4 separate regions of the Hordeum vulgare genome follow, and all the other regions are linked to region 3. A link is a contact called in public Hi-C and HiChIP or PLAC-seq data. All regions are on one chromosome and are shown on one strand. Each heading gives the region's core, a stretch centred on a gene start, on an enhancer-like site or on the middle of the called end of the contact. The rest is flanking DNA. Distances are from core to core; before and after follow the strand shown. Region 1 has its middle 160 kb from the start of LOC123426769. Region 2 holds the start of LOC123426767 (acyl-coenzyme A thioesterase 13-like). Region 3 holds the start of LOC123426768 (ultraviolet-B receptor UVR8-like). Region 4 has its middle 130 kb from the start of LOC123426769.

Evidence for each region. Hi-C and Micro-C count contacts between places; a contact is called where the count stands out from the background. HiChIP or PLAC-seq counts read pairs in DNA pulled down with a chosen protein or histone mark.
Region 1: a Hi-C map of seedling shows a contact between it and region 3, with 2.7 times the contacts expected there. The contact joins the enhancer-like site here to the promoter of LOC123426768 in region 3. A contact is called at or near these places in 1 of 6 Hi-C or Micro-C datasets (seedling) and 1 of 1 datasets of contacts at active chromatin or transcription factors (embryo).
Region 2: an H3K4me3 HiChIP or PLAC-seq map of embryo shows a contact between it and region 3, with 2.6 times the contacts expected there. The contact joins the promoter of LOC123426767 here to the promoter of LOC123426768 in region 3. A contact is called at or near these places in 3 of 6 Hi-C or Micro-C datasets (leaf and seedling) and 1 of 1 datasets of contacts at active chromatin or transcription factors (embryo).
Region 4: a Hi-C map of leaf shows a contact between it and region 3, with 5 times the contacts expected there. The contact joins the enhancer-like site here to the promoter of LOC123426768 in region 3. A contact is called at or near these places in 3 of 6 Hi-C or Micro-C datasets (leaf and seedling) and 1 of 1 datasets of contacts at active chromatin or transcription factors (embryo).

Annotation. Positions count from the first base shown.
Region 1 is chr2H:483,344,823-483,347,746 of MorexV3_pseudomolecules_assembly, forward strand. No RefSeq gene overlaps it. Among protein-coding and RNA genes, the nearest start is that of LOC123426769, 160 kb to the right of the region's middle. Within about 2 kb of position 1,474, at least 3 of the 3 cell types and tissues checked have open chromatin away from gene starts, as enhancers often do. A contact at or near this core is called in seedling, where this site is marked.
Region 2 is chr2H:482,972,917-482,976,021 of MorexV3_pseudomolecules_assembly, forward strand. LOC123426767 (acyl-coenzyme A thioesterase 13-like) reads left to right here and starts at 1,535. Exons shown (of 3, transcript XM_045110648.1): 1 at 1,535-1,799; 2 at 1,921-2,064. The coding sequence starts at 1,638.
Region 3 is chr2H:483,147,834-483,151,041 of MorexV3_pseudomolecules_assembly, forward strand. It overlaps LOC123426768 (ultraviolet-B receptor UVR8-like), which reads right to left and starts at 1,738. Exons shown (of 11, transcript XM_045110649.1): 1 at 1,051-1,738; 2 at 532-865; 3 at 279-360. The coding sequence starts at 1,141.
Region 4 is chr2H:483,372,705-483,375,521 of MorexV3_pseudomolecules_assembly, forward strand. No RefSeq gene overlaps it. Among protein-coding and RNA genes, the nearest start is that of LOC123426769, 130 kb to the right of the region's middle. Within about 2 kb of position 1,552, at least 2 of the 3 cell types and tissues checked have open chromatin away from gene starts, as enhancers often do. A contact at or near this core is called in leaf, where this site is marked.

The DNA.
Region 1 (2,924 bases), core at 224-2,723, 200 kb after region 3:
TTTTTTTTGCAACAGAGAGCATGTTGCGAAAACGGCTGTAGATTTTTTCGTAATAGTATTTGTTATAGAATATTTTCTGCAACAAGGATCGTGTTTCGGAAACACCTGTAGATTTTTTATCACATAGTTGTGTTGCGGATTTTTTTTGCAACATCGGTTGTGTTGCAGGATATTTTTTGCAACAAATTCTTGTCGCAAAATCTTTCGCAACAGAGATTTTGTTGTAAATATTTTGTGCAACATAGCTGATGTCGCCAAAACTTGTGTAAACTGCCATCGTCGTTCCCCGACGTGGTTTGCAATACCGTTGTTATTGCAAGATACGACAAACAGACACGTGGTAAGCAAAAAAAAAGAATGAACACATTTAAGGTTGCATGGATCAAGGGCGATCCAATGGCTACGCAGGTGACGAAACTTCTCGTGCAATCAGCCGATAGAGCATTAGTTTTTCCCTTCCTATAAGACGTGTTGAAAAAACAAAACCGATGCTCTAAAAAACGCTTTTAAAGTATTTTTTTGTTTTTTTGCCACCCCTTATAGAAAAGTTACTTCATGCTGAATTATTGAACGCGTTTAAAACAGTTGTTAATATTGTTTTTTTTTATTTTACTGTTTATCAAGCTGATTTGAGCTCCGGAGGAGAAACTCTGTGTCCCTTGGCTTGGTACTAGTCTAGTGAGTACGTTAATGAAAAATTAAGACTGTGGTGGGTGAAACAGTACGACAAGGATTGCCGAGCCGATACAAGCGATAACGAGACGTGACTAAACCGTCCTGATACAACACATCAGTGATCCGATAATTAGCTAGAACAGGCAGTGAGCTAGAACCCTCGGTGTACTGGGCCGCTACATTTAGGTGAAACCCTCACTATCATAGTACGTGCAGCTAGACTTCCCGGACGTACGCCGTTTAATTACTCCTGTCGACTAACGTAACTGCCACAAGAAAACAAAAACATCATGTTTCCCTGCTTAACACTAACGAACACGTCACTGATCAGCTGCAACGAAAAATACTGCCTTCGTTTCTAAATATAAGTTTTTTTAAAGATTTTACTAAATCTATATATGAATGTATATAGACATAATTTAGATTGTACATTTATTTATTTTGCTTCGTATGTAGTCCTTTAATGAAATATCTAAAAAAATATTCTCTTTGTTTAATTTTTTTTGTCTTAGATTTATCTAGAAATGAATGTATCTAATCACGTTTTTATAATTTTGATACATCCATTTGTAGACAAATCTAAAACAGAAAAAATTGAGGTGGAAGGAGTATTTAGGAAGGGAGAATAGGCAATAGCAGGCCAGCGCGGATGCATGCACGTTCCAGCTCCAGACATGTCGCGCTCGTGCATGCATCAATCATGGAGGGTTTTTAGGCACCGATAGAGTCCATAGCGCACGTTCTCGCTCAATGGAGGCCACGGCGATAAAGCCGGCCGGCCACCGGCTTTAACGCATGTAGTACGACGTTTGGTAGTTAGCTGGTTGGGAGTTCAGCTCGCCCATGGGCATGGCACGCACGCTCGGCTGGTAGGGCGCGCCGCGCGGATCCGTCCCCATCCGCCCGCCCGATCTCCGTCTGGGTAGGTGAACAAAGAATTCTTTCTCGCCTCGGCTACTTATGCGCGGCTGTGCTACACTGCAATTACGTCGACGTAGTACTATACTTACCACTCGTGGAGTGATGATAGAGCGTCTCACGGAGAAACCAAGCCGCAAAAGAAATCTCACTCCGGTGCCATGAGGCGGAAGAGAGGGATCCTCTTTTCAGCCTTTTGTCCCTCTGCTAGGCAGAAATTGCCAATCGAGCTCGAGCTCTCGAGCCTGAAATATGAAAAAATAAAAAAATAATAAATTTTAGATTTAAAAAAGACACACACACATACCTATGTATGTATACTACTTGTCTGTAAAGTTTCATGGAGAAATATATGTTTATGCGAGCTACACAAAAAATGAGAAATCATGCATTTCTTGCACATGTACTATTCACTATGAAAGTACATGCTTTTTTTTGCGCATATCACATCAAAACTTATTTCATAAAAAAATTTACACACATCTAGTATGCATCCATAACTACTTGTGTATTTATTTTCAGATTTTTTGAAACTTAAAAAGTTAAGTTTTGAACTTCTCAAAAAAATCAATCTTCATGGAGCCCGAGAGCAAAAATGCCCCACTCCCCTTCGGGTCGATATATTAGTTGGGCATGAGTTTTTAGGTCTTTGATTTGACTAACAAAACATGTATAATATGCTTCAAAAATTATATGGCTAGAAATGCATTTGACAATGAATCATAAATATAATATATATATATATATATATATATATATATATTCCTAGTTAAATTGAAGGCCTATAAATCCATGACCAACTTATAAACTGAACAGGAGGAAGTAGTATTTTTTTGGATGGCCATGATGATGGTGTCATCTTAAATAAAGATCATCGCACTTCTTGATGGCGCTTGGTGTGGCGTTATTGATGAGCCTTGGAATTTTTTGTTCTGGTCATTCTTAGTCGACTGAGTTGGTTACTTGTGTTGTCTCTCGACGTGGTTTCATGTGCATCGTCGATGATAACATCTTCTTTTTCGACAACAACTTCCTTCCTTTGAGCCTTCGCGAGCAGGGTCACCGGTTTGGTCTCATGATATTAGCATGGTTGTCTACCTAGATCGCTAGAATCATTCAAAAAATACTACTCCCTCCGTTCTAAAATATTTGTCTTAGATTTTTCTAAATATAAATGTATCTAGTCACGTTTTAGTATTTTGATACATTCATTTTTAAACAAACCTAAAACAAAAAAATTGGGATGGAGAGAGTACTTAGTGTAGGGCAACTTGGACATAAAATCGACGCCGTGCTCGGGACGATCCTTTCCACTACACGTCGGTCTACTA
Region 2 (3,105 bases), core at 285-2,784, 180 kb before region 3:
CGAGGTAGGCGGTCGCCTGCGCCGGCATCGCGTCGAGCCAAACATGGGGCGCACGGACCCACTCACGTACCTGTTTGGTTCATACGTAGCGTTGCGTCGACTTCATCGGTGGTGGCTCGGCCTTAGGCGTCGGTGGAGTGGGCCTCGGCGGCAAAGGTGGCACGATGTAGTCATCGACCGCATAAAGGGTGAGGGCCTCCGCCGACCTCACCTGGTAGTCTACCTCCTCTGCCTCCGCCTTGCGCCGCTCCTTAATGGAGATATGCATGGCCGTCGCCAGCGCCTCCTGGTATACAGCCTCCTCCCGCTCCTCCTCTTTCGGCCTGACGACGGGCGGCGAGCCAACAGTAGAGGGTTGGTGTGGTGCTCTTGAACACCGAGGCGGCGTTGCTTCTCGTGCTCGAGGGAGAACCACCTCTCCCAATTGGGAGAATCCAGAGCGTACGCCGGCACCCGATGTTGTTCCGACATGAGCAACTCCCGACAACGGCGCACCTCATTGGTGTGTGCCCGCTGCGTCCGCCGCACCGTCGACATCGAGATTCGTTGCGGATCGAGATGCCAGTCGTCCGGTAGGGTGACGTCCGGGTAGGACACCGATTGCATGTACAACAAGTGCCAACGCGTCTCGTGCATCGAAATATGCACGCGCTGCTGCACGGGGCGGGCAGGCGCCGGTGGAGATGGAGGAGGATGCGTAGGGGTGATCTTCCCTTTGCTCTTGTGGGAAGCATTGAAGAACCCCATGACTAGGGTTTGGTTGTCACCGGCGAGGGACCACGCGTGGGGGGGGGAGAGATTTGGACGGACAATGGAAGTGGATGAGCCCCCTCCCCCGTGCGTCCATTAAAAAAAGAACGGCGACGCGGCGGTTCCACCCACTGCTAGGAGGGCCTGAAGTAGGTGGGCGCATTTACTATGACCGCATACAGTGGTTGGTCGGCTGACTTGTGGGGGCGCGACAGACACCGAGGGAACGCGCGACGCATCCGCTTCATGTCTGCGGCAACTCATTTCAGAAATGCCTTGGCGCAGACACGAAAATGACGCATTTTGGGTTTAGGTCGGCGCGTTGGGCCGACATTCTTGTCCGCGGCGACCCAAACGAACATGGACGAAAGAAATGGGTCATCTCGTTCAGGTTGCTCTCACGGCATAACCAATGCACCCCAAGGTGATGTCCCGTATGTCATATAGGATCATAATATATGTCCGGACAGTCTAAAGTGATCCTTAGGAGAAGGCGAGTGCTTCAGAAGAAAAAACATGGTTCTATACAAAAAGTTAAAATAGAAAATAGAGATACATATGTATCAGAGTCCTTTTTCTTTGATGATGTCCATTAGTAAGAGTTCACATTGAAGAGAAAAATATCAATTTAGACGTCTCAATTTTTTTTTGGCATCATGGACATCTGCACCATTGTACATATCCTCGCAGACCAACTTCGTGGGACCGCTTGTCAGCTGGAGCTTCACCCGCCAGAGCCAGACTAGCAAGGCGCTTCCAGCCAACCACGCTCGCACACCGCAGGGTATCCACCCACTCGTGTTTGTGTTGCGTGCCCCGCCAAACACCCCCACTCGATCCGGCTGCGACCGCGACCTCCTCGCCGCCCCCAGCGCCACCGCCGCGCCATGGACCCGGACGCGGTGCGGCGGACCCTCGAACCCACCGCTTCCCCCGCGGACATCTCGGGTTCCACTCCTTACGACTCCTTCGTCATCAGCGGCGTCCGCCTCGAGGCCGCCGAGCACGGCCGCGTCCTCTGCTCCTTCGTCGTCACCCCCCGTATAGCCGTAAGCCACGCGCTCCCTCCCCGCTGAAACCACAAGCGCCAGCTTCCTTGCTCCTTCGGTCTTCACACGCTGACGTGACGGCGCGTGGTGTTTGGTTCGAATTTTGGTGATTCGTTTGCAGAGCCCCCAAGGGTACCTTCTCAGCGGCGTCACGGCATCGCTCGCAGACCAGTTGGGCTCGGCCGTGTTCTTCTCCAGCGGGGTAGGCACGAGCGGGGTCTCCCTCGAGATCAGCGTGTCCTACGTCGACACCGCCGCCATCGGGGTGAGACTTCAATTTCTCTCTCCCTTACTAAGGCTTCAGACACTGATCCTGTTCGTCATCAACATATTTTAGTTTATGCTGGATGAAATTTTTGGTGATGAAACTTTGATTCTGTCAAATTTGACGTGCGATTCGTGCTAGAATTCTGCCCTGTGAACTTGCTGGGGCATTGGACTTGGGGAGTAATTGAGTCGCAATGAGGCTCCTACCATGTTGTTTCTATTCAGATTTCAGAACGCTTTAGGGCGCATCTTATTTCTTAGGCGAGGAATTGGATCTGGTGTTAGTAATTACACTACGTCCTGCTGATAGGGGCGAAGCCAGCCAAAATTCTTTAATGTGGGCATCATATACTACATTGGTTCAACACTAATTACTTTTTGATAAGTAACTTACCATCCGTTTTACGTAATGTTTGGGTCAGCTGACTCCAACACTATAGTGCAGTTTCAGTTGAAAGTCAAAATTAGACTATTGTTCTGGAAGTTGCAATTGGGTATGCTTGTCATGACTTGGGTGTTAGGAACATTTTTATGCCTAGCTGAAGGTGTCACTTAGGTGTCGACTGGGATCTCAGTGGTACCTCCATTGGTATCGTATGTACAACTAACCAGTTTCTGATGGTAACAAGTTGTTGGAACTTGGAAGAAGACTTGATTGAACTGGGGTTAGTTTTGGCAATTACTTTGAACTTGGTGTGAGTTGTTAGAAATTCTTGTTTGCTGCCTCTTTTTCATAATAAGGATTTGACCTGGAGCATAAGCAGTAGAGTGTATTGTGTTGGCATAACAACCATGCAACATTTTTGTACTTGTTCATGAATGATTAGGTATGCTCATAGGTGACAGAAGTTAGGAGGCTCTAAATACTTATTCTTCAGTTTTCCTTAATGGTGACCATATAGCAATCTAATGGAGTGCCCTTTTATATAGAGAGTAGTTAAGAAGCTTTTGTCTTTTTGAGATGACTCATGCTATGGTGATACAATTTCTGTTTTATTGGTGGGTTTTTTCCCATCTTAAATGTTGGTTATATTGTTCA
Region 3 (3,208 bases), core at 488-2,987:
GGTACCTATGTATAAATGACGGAATGCCCATCCCAATAACCTGACAGGATCCCACCTACACTACATGTCATGTTGGTCTGTATAGGAGTGTTGCAAACCATAACAATGATTTTCACATGACATGCTTCCCCGGTAGGGAATCCCTACCGTAACAAAATGCGATCAAAAGATTGTTGTCATGGACAAATATCAAAGAAGATGACACTAGATTATTATTTTTCTTGTACCATATATTTGCATCTGCTATCTAAAAATAGCACATAAGAAGAATATTGCACCTCAAAAGCTTGAATCGTTTGTGGGAGCAGCGAATCTTCAGTAGTTCCAAGACCAAGCTGGCCATTTTGGTTACGCCCCCAACTAAAACAAGCATGTATCAGAAGTTCAGACTAAGTAACAGTCACTCGAAGATCAGCAAGAGCAATGCAGTGCAGGTATCTTATCAATTGCCGAAAAGTCCTCTCAGCAACACATAGTATCTTTTCCATGTTTTGAAAGGCGGCTGGTACATACTGTTGCTAGCCGTCTTACCTGAGCACTTCACCGGCCATGGTGACGGCCAGGCAGTGGCTATCCCCACAGGCTAGCTGCTTGATCTTGATCCCCTGCAGCGCCTTGACCGGCTGGGGCGTGAAGACGTCGGTGGAGTTGCCGTGGCCGAGCCTCCCGAAATCCCCCCACCCCCAGCTGTAGACCTGGTGCTCGTCCTCGGAGTAGGCGGTGGTGTGGTCCGCCCCGCAGATGACGGACGTGATCCCCGGCGCGTCGAAGCCGCTGATCACCGTCGGCACGAGCCGGTCCTCCGCGTCCCCGTGGCCGAGCTGCCCGTCCTCTCCCCTGCCCCACGTGCACAGCACATTGCCCGCTGCAAAGCACAAGCCGCCGCCGCCGCCGCCACGGCACGGACCCGTCAGCACCACGATCCACACTAACACCTGGACCTGGAAAGAATCCCCGCCCTGTGCGCGCCGAGACGACGCTCGACGAAATGCTCCCCATGCCCGGAAAGAAAGAAAGAAAGAAAGAAAGAAAACGGTCCGTTCGACTTACCGAGGAGGGCGACGGAGTGGCTGGCACCGGCGGAGACGAGGACGACAGCGGGCGGCGCTTCGTCGGCGACGGCGGATAGGGCCGCGTCCATCTGCCGATCGCCGATCTGGGCTCTCGCGGCCACCCGAGAGGGGTGAACTCAAGTGAGCGGATGAAAATATCTGGGAGGCCGCCAATAATTATCGGTAATGATTATGCTAAGCGACACCAAGAATGGCGATGGCTAGGGAGGGAGGGAGCCAGGGAGGCCAGGGGCGGGTTTAAAGCGGGCCGGGACCCGGAGGCGAAGGCGAGAAGGGACGGCGGCCGCGGTGGGACGGGATGGGATGGGATGGGCGACCTGCCGACTGCCGTAATAAATGTGCTAGCTAGCGTACGTACAAGCCCATCCCATGTGACGCTTCACAGCGCGCTCCGGTGACTGTAGTAGTAGAAGCTCGGCGAGATGGATTACCGCGCGTCATTAAGGGCGGCAAAGGTGGACGACGACCGCCTCCCTTTGCTTCTTGGCCGGAGAGCGGGCGGGTGTTTCGCTGACGCGTGGCCTCGTGACCGGTGGTGGTCCAGGCCTGCAGCGGGTGGGTCTGCTCTGCGAGAGGTTGGGGGTTTGGGGAATGGAGACGGAGGCGGAGGTGGAGGTGGAGGAGGACCACTCGTTCGGCCCCGGCGAGTGAAGAGACGAGAGCGCGCGACGTCGCCTTCCCCGGCTTATCTGAATTTTAAACTCGCTGCGCACCAACCCCTGCCTTTTTCTCTCGGCTTCCAAATCAGATGGATACGGTTGCGTCTGGATCATCGCCGTACGGGTACGTTGTATGTATCGTGCGTGCCAGGTTTGCCTTTTTTTCTTTTCTTTTTTAAAAAACTAGTACAAATACCCGTGCGTTGCAACGGGCAAAAAATATCATAAAACCTATTTCATGTGTTAGTATGCGTCATTTATTATATATAGTTTTAATAACCATCATTAATAATTTTAGAACTGAGACATGTTGTGAAAATAACATTTTTTGGAACACATGTTTTTCTGAAATAGAATTTTTGAAACATTGTGATTAATTTAAATGGTCTTTTAAAAAAGTTAGAACGTTTTTTCAGAAAATTTGAATTTTTTTAATAAAAGCATGAACATATTTAAAAGCATAATTTTTTTAGTGCAAGAAGAGTTTACAACACTCCTTATCTTAAAAAGCACACATGCTCGGTGCTAGCACGTATAACAACATCTAGTAGCTTTTGGTCGGTGCAGCCAATTAAAAAAGCATTCCACACTAAGCTATCTCCCACCGCATGGACCTTATCCGCATCACCATTCTTCCAGGCCCTGCTCTCCTTTCTCTTCTTCGTGCTCCAGCCACACACACACCCACGGGAGCGTGAGGTGCTCTAGTCCACTTGGAAATTGGATTGTCCAAATGGTGCACTCCAGAAGAAAGCGGGTGCACATGGGGGCGACTTCTCTGCCACATCGCTGAAGGAATTAGATGGATGGCTAATGAGATTGGTCGGGCCTGCACATGTGGCGGCTGGGTTTGTGGCGGAGGCGTGGCAACGGTGACCGGCGGCTGGGTTTGTGGCGGAGGCGTGGCAACGGTGGCCGGCAGCTGCTTTATGTGGCCGTGCGGATCTGCGCCCAGGCTTCAGGCTCCGGATCGGCGTGGTCGTCGTGTGCAGTCCACCCTCCCACGGCGCCTTGCCGCGGGGCTTCGAGCCTAGATCTCGCTCCCCTACGCGGTCTCTGGCTTGGAGCTCACAAAGTGGAGTGTGCGAGAGGAGTGATTCGGGCAGGAGACTGTTGCGGTTCCTGTCATGGTGCCACTCCAAGGACTCCGCCTGATTGGGGGATGAGGAGCACGACAGGCCGATTGCGGTGCTTGCACGGATGGGTGACCTCCTCGGCCTCGCGTCACCGGTGACAGGGCTGAGCTCCCTTGCGTCCTCGTCGGAAGCAGGCGACCGACGTCCTCCTACGCATACTTGACCCCGCCCCCTCGGCCTCACGTCACCGGCGACAAGGCTGAGCCGAGCTCCCCGAGCTCCCTCGCCTCCTCGCCGAAGCCGACGGCCGGCTGGTCGCCTCCTCGCCAAAGCCGACGACCGGCTGGGAGCTCCCTCGCCTCCTCGGCTCCTCCTGCACATCCTCGCCCCCATCTCCTCG
Region 4 (2,817 bases), core at 302-2,801, 220 kb after region 3:
GTGTCGATGAAATCTGCGAGTGTGAGTGTCGGCAAACGTTCCTTCGGTAGTGGTCCTTTCCATGGCCGTACCGCGGATGCCGACGTTCGCCGATGTACGATCTAGTGGAGGACCTCCACCATGTCGTCTCCATCATCGCCTAGTCCATCCCAGGCGCAGTTGTTGGGAGGAACGACGCCGTCGATGCATTTTGCAACCTGTTCCTCGGAGTAACCTACCTGAATGAACTCGCAGATCAAGTCCGATGGCGTCGGCGAGGTCACCTCCGACTAGTGGACGTCGTCGTCATCAGCCTCGTCGTCGTCCGCCAGCGCCCAAAACCTGCCACCCACCCGCCTGTGTCCTCCGGGCCGAGGGCCAACGACGACGGCGGGGGCCATCGCAGTCGCCCGTCTAGTCACCCCTCCTAAACTGATGGATCATGTTGGGAAGTAGCTCGAAATTGACGGTGGTCTGAAACAACAAAGAGATTTCTTGTTTGTAGGTTTTTCCATAGTTTAATTCTCTAATTCTATTCTACTAAAAGAATTGCCATTCTTTTCAAATTTTATTCCATGCTTTACCTCTGCATGCTTTTTATTCCAAGATACGATCAATCAATTTCTACCCCCTTTGTTCCATAATTCTTGTCATGATTTTAATTCAAATTTTAACTAAAACAACGACATGAATTATGGAACCAAAGGGATATTGGTTCAAAATAAACCATGATCTTGATTATACATCTGGAGCGAGGAGTTAAAAATTGAGAAGTGACAGAGAATTTAACAATGAAAAGATTATACCAAATCATTCAGGTCAAACACAACACCCGCTAGCTATACATCCACGCTGTTTGTGGGCAAGAAACTATTTTGCAGAAAATAGAGGGGAAGAAACTATAGCTAACTATAGTACAATTATGATTTTTATAACCAACAAACGTCATATTTTTAAGCAATCCCAAGTGAATGCTCGTTGGACTGTCAGATCTCGTTCGAAGGTATAGTAATTACTCTGCGCTGCATAACAAATTTTCTGTCATTTTTTTTGTAGTACGTGGCAATTTTCGCTCTAGAGCATGACAAATCCTGTACTAATAGCATGGCACTTTTACCTGTTTTCATATGGCAATTCTGGACGTTCGCCAGGAAATCCTAAAAATTCGAGTCAGTTTTTGTACAGTCCCTGCATTTTTTTTTGGCGGGTGAGCATTCCCTATTATTATTATGAGATGTGAAGGAAACCTGGATTATGCAAGTGTCTTTTTTGTTGTTGTTGCAAATTGGTTTATACAGGTGTCACGAAGCTGGTCGATCACAAGGACGATCGAACTCCCTCCTATCTCACGACATCTCATCATAAAGACGGTAGGCAGGGTTCCATCGCAGAGATGCCACCCCCTGTCCGTCGTTCTACACGGTAGCACGCCCAAACACAATGCATGTGTGATCTGCGAGGAAAATGAAAAACCATGATGGAGCGTTGATGAGATGACTTGTTCTCTCGCTGCAATGAATAGTAGGAGTGGTCGGCTAGGAGCAGTCGCGGTCGGGTCATGGCCCCGAGCAAATGAAGCCGTCCTTCGCCGCGAAGAATAGATGGGGCGGGTATGGTCCATGATGACCACACGCATTCATGGAGCGAACGCTACGCCATCCCCTTCATCTCTAGCACAAAAATTTCAACAAGTATACCGATTCGATCGGTTTCGGTGGTCACAACACACCTCGTATCACACATTCGATCCGTAATTTTTTATCATGACCCGTAAAAAGACCCCTCCAACCTATATATATGCGGTTTCACTACGCGTTTACGGATTAAACCCTATCCTTCGTTGTTGCAGCTCCGCCGCGATTCAACTCCCACTCCGTCCTAATTTTTCGTCGCCGGCGAGACAAAAAATCACCAGCGGACCGTCTCGATCATGGACGGCCACGAAAATGGAGGGGACGACGCCGAGCGCCATCGCCGATGCACCTCCGATGCAGCACGCAAGCGGGGATCACGGAGGTTGCTGAACTACGGCCGCCGCCGTTTTTCGAACGCCACGAGCTCGAGGAGTACGAGCGCGAGCTCGTAGCTCGACGCATCGGCTCCTCCGGCTCCTCTGCTGCTGGGAGTTCGTCCACTCGCGCCTCGTCCTCGCGGACCATCACTCTGGTGAAGAGAAGGGCGGAGGAGCTCAGGCCGCTCGCCGTCAAGCTCGAGCACGACGCCGGCCAGCTGCGTGGAGGGGTCGTCGGTCAGGAGGACTACCCCCCCCCCCCCGGCAGGAGGATCACCTTATGCGCGTCATCATGAAGCACTCGGTGAGGGAGGCAGCGGAGGACGCCGCGAGCTCGAGATCAAACAGATCTTCCTCGAACAAGGGGTCACCGCGTCGCATGCAAGTGCGTCCAAGGACGGACCTGCGCGTCCTAAAGTCCAAGCAGGAGAAGATCTGGATCGACGTTGACTCTGACGACGACTGAGCTTCTCTAGCTCCCCCGTCGCGTTGTCGCCGCCGCATACATCATTTTTGGTAGCATTGGCTCGGGTATGCTGCATGGCCCGAGATCCCCCCTACCTAGTAGTAGTATGAAAAAATTATGTAGTTTGATGAAGAACTAATGTAGTTTGATGAAGACCGATGGTGTAGTTTGATGAATGATGTAGTAGTTGCTTCCCGCGAACCTTTTCTTAAAATTTTATAATTTCATAAACGAGGTCTGATCTTTGACGCACGAAATAGCTCCACAAAATTGCTCTACAGCGACCTGTAAACCCATTTTGCAGGTCGGTCTTTTACGGGGTTTGCTAGAGTTGCTCTTATCAACTCTAGCCGACCCGTAT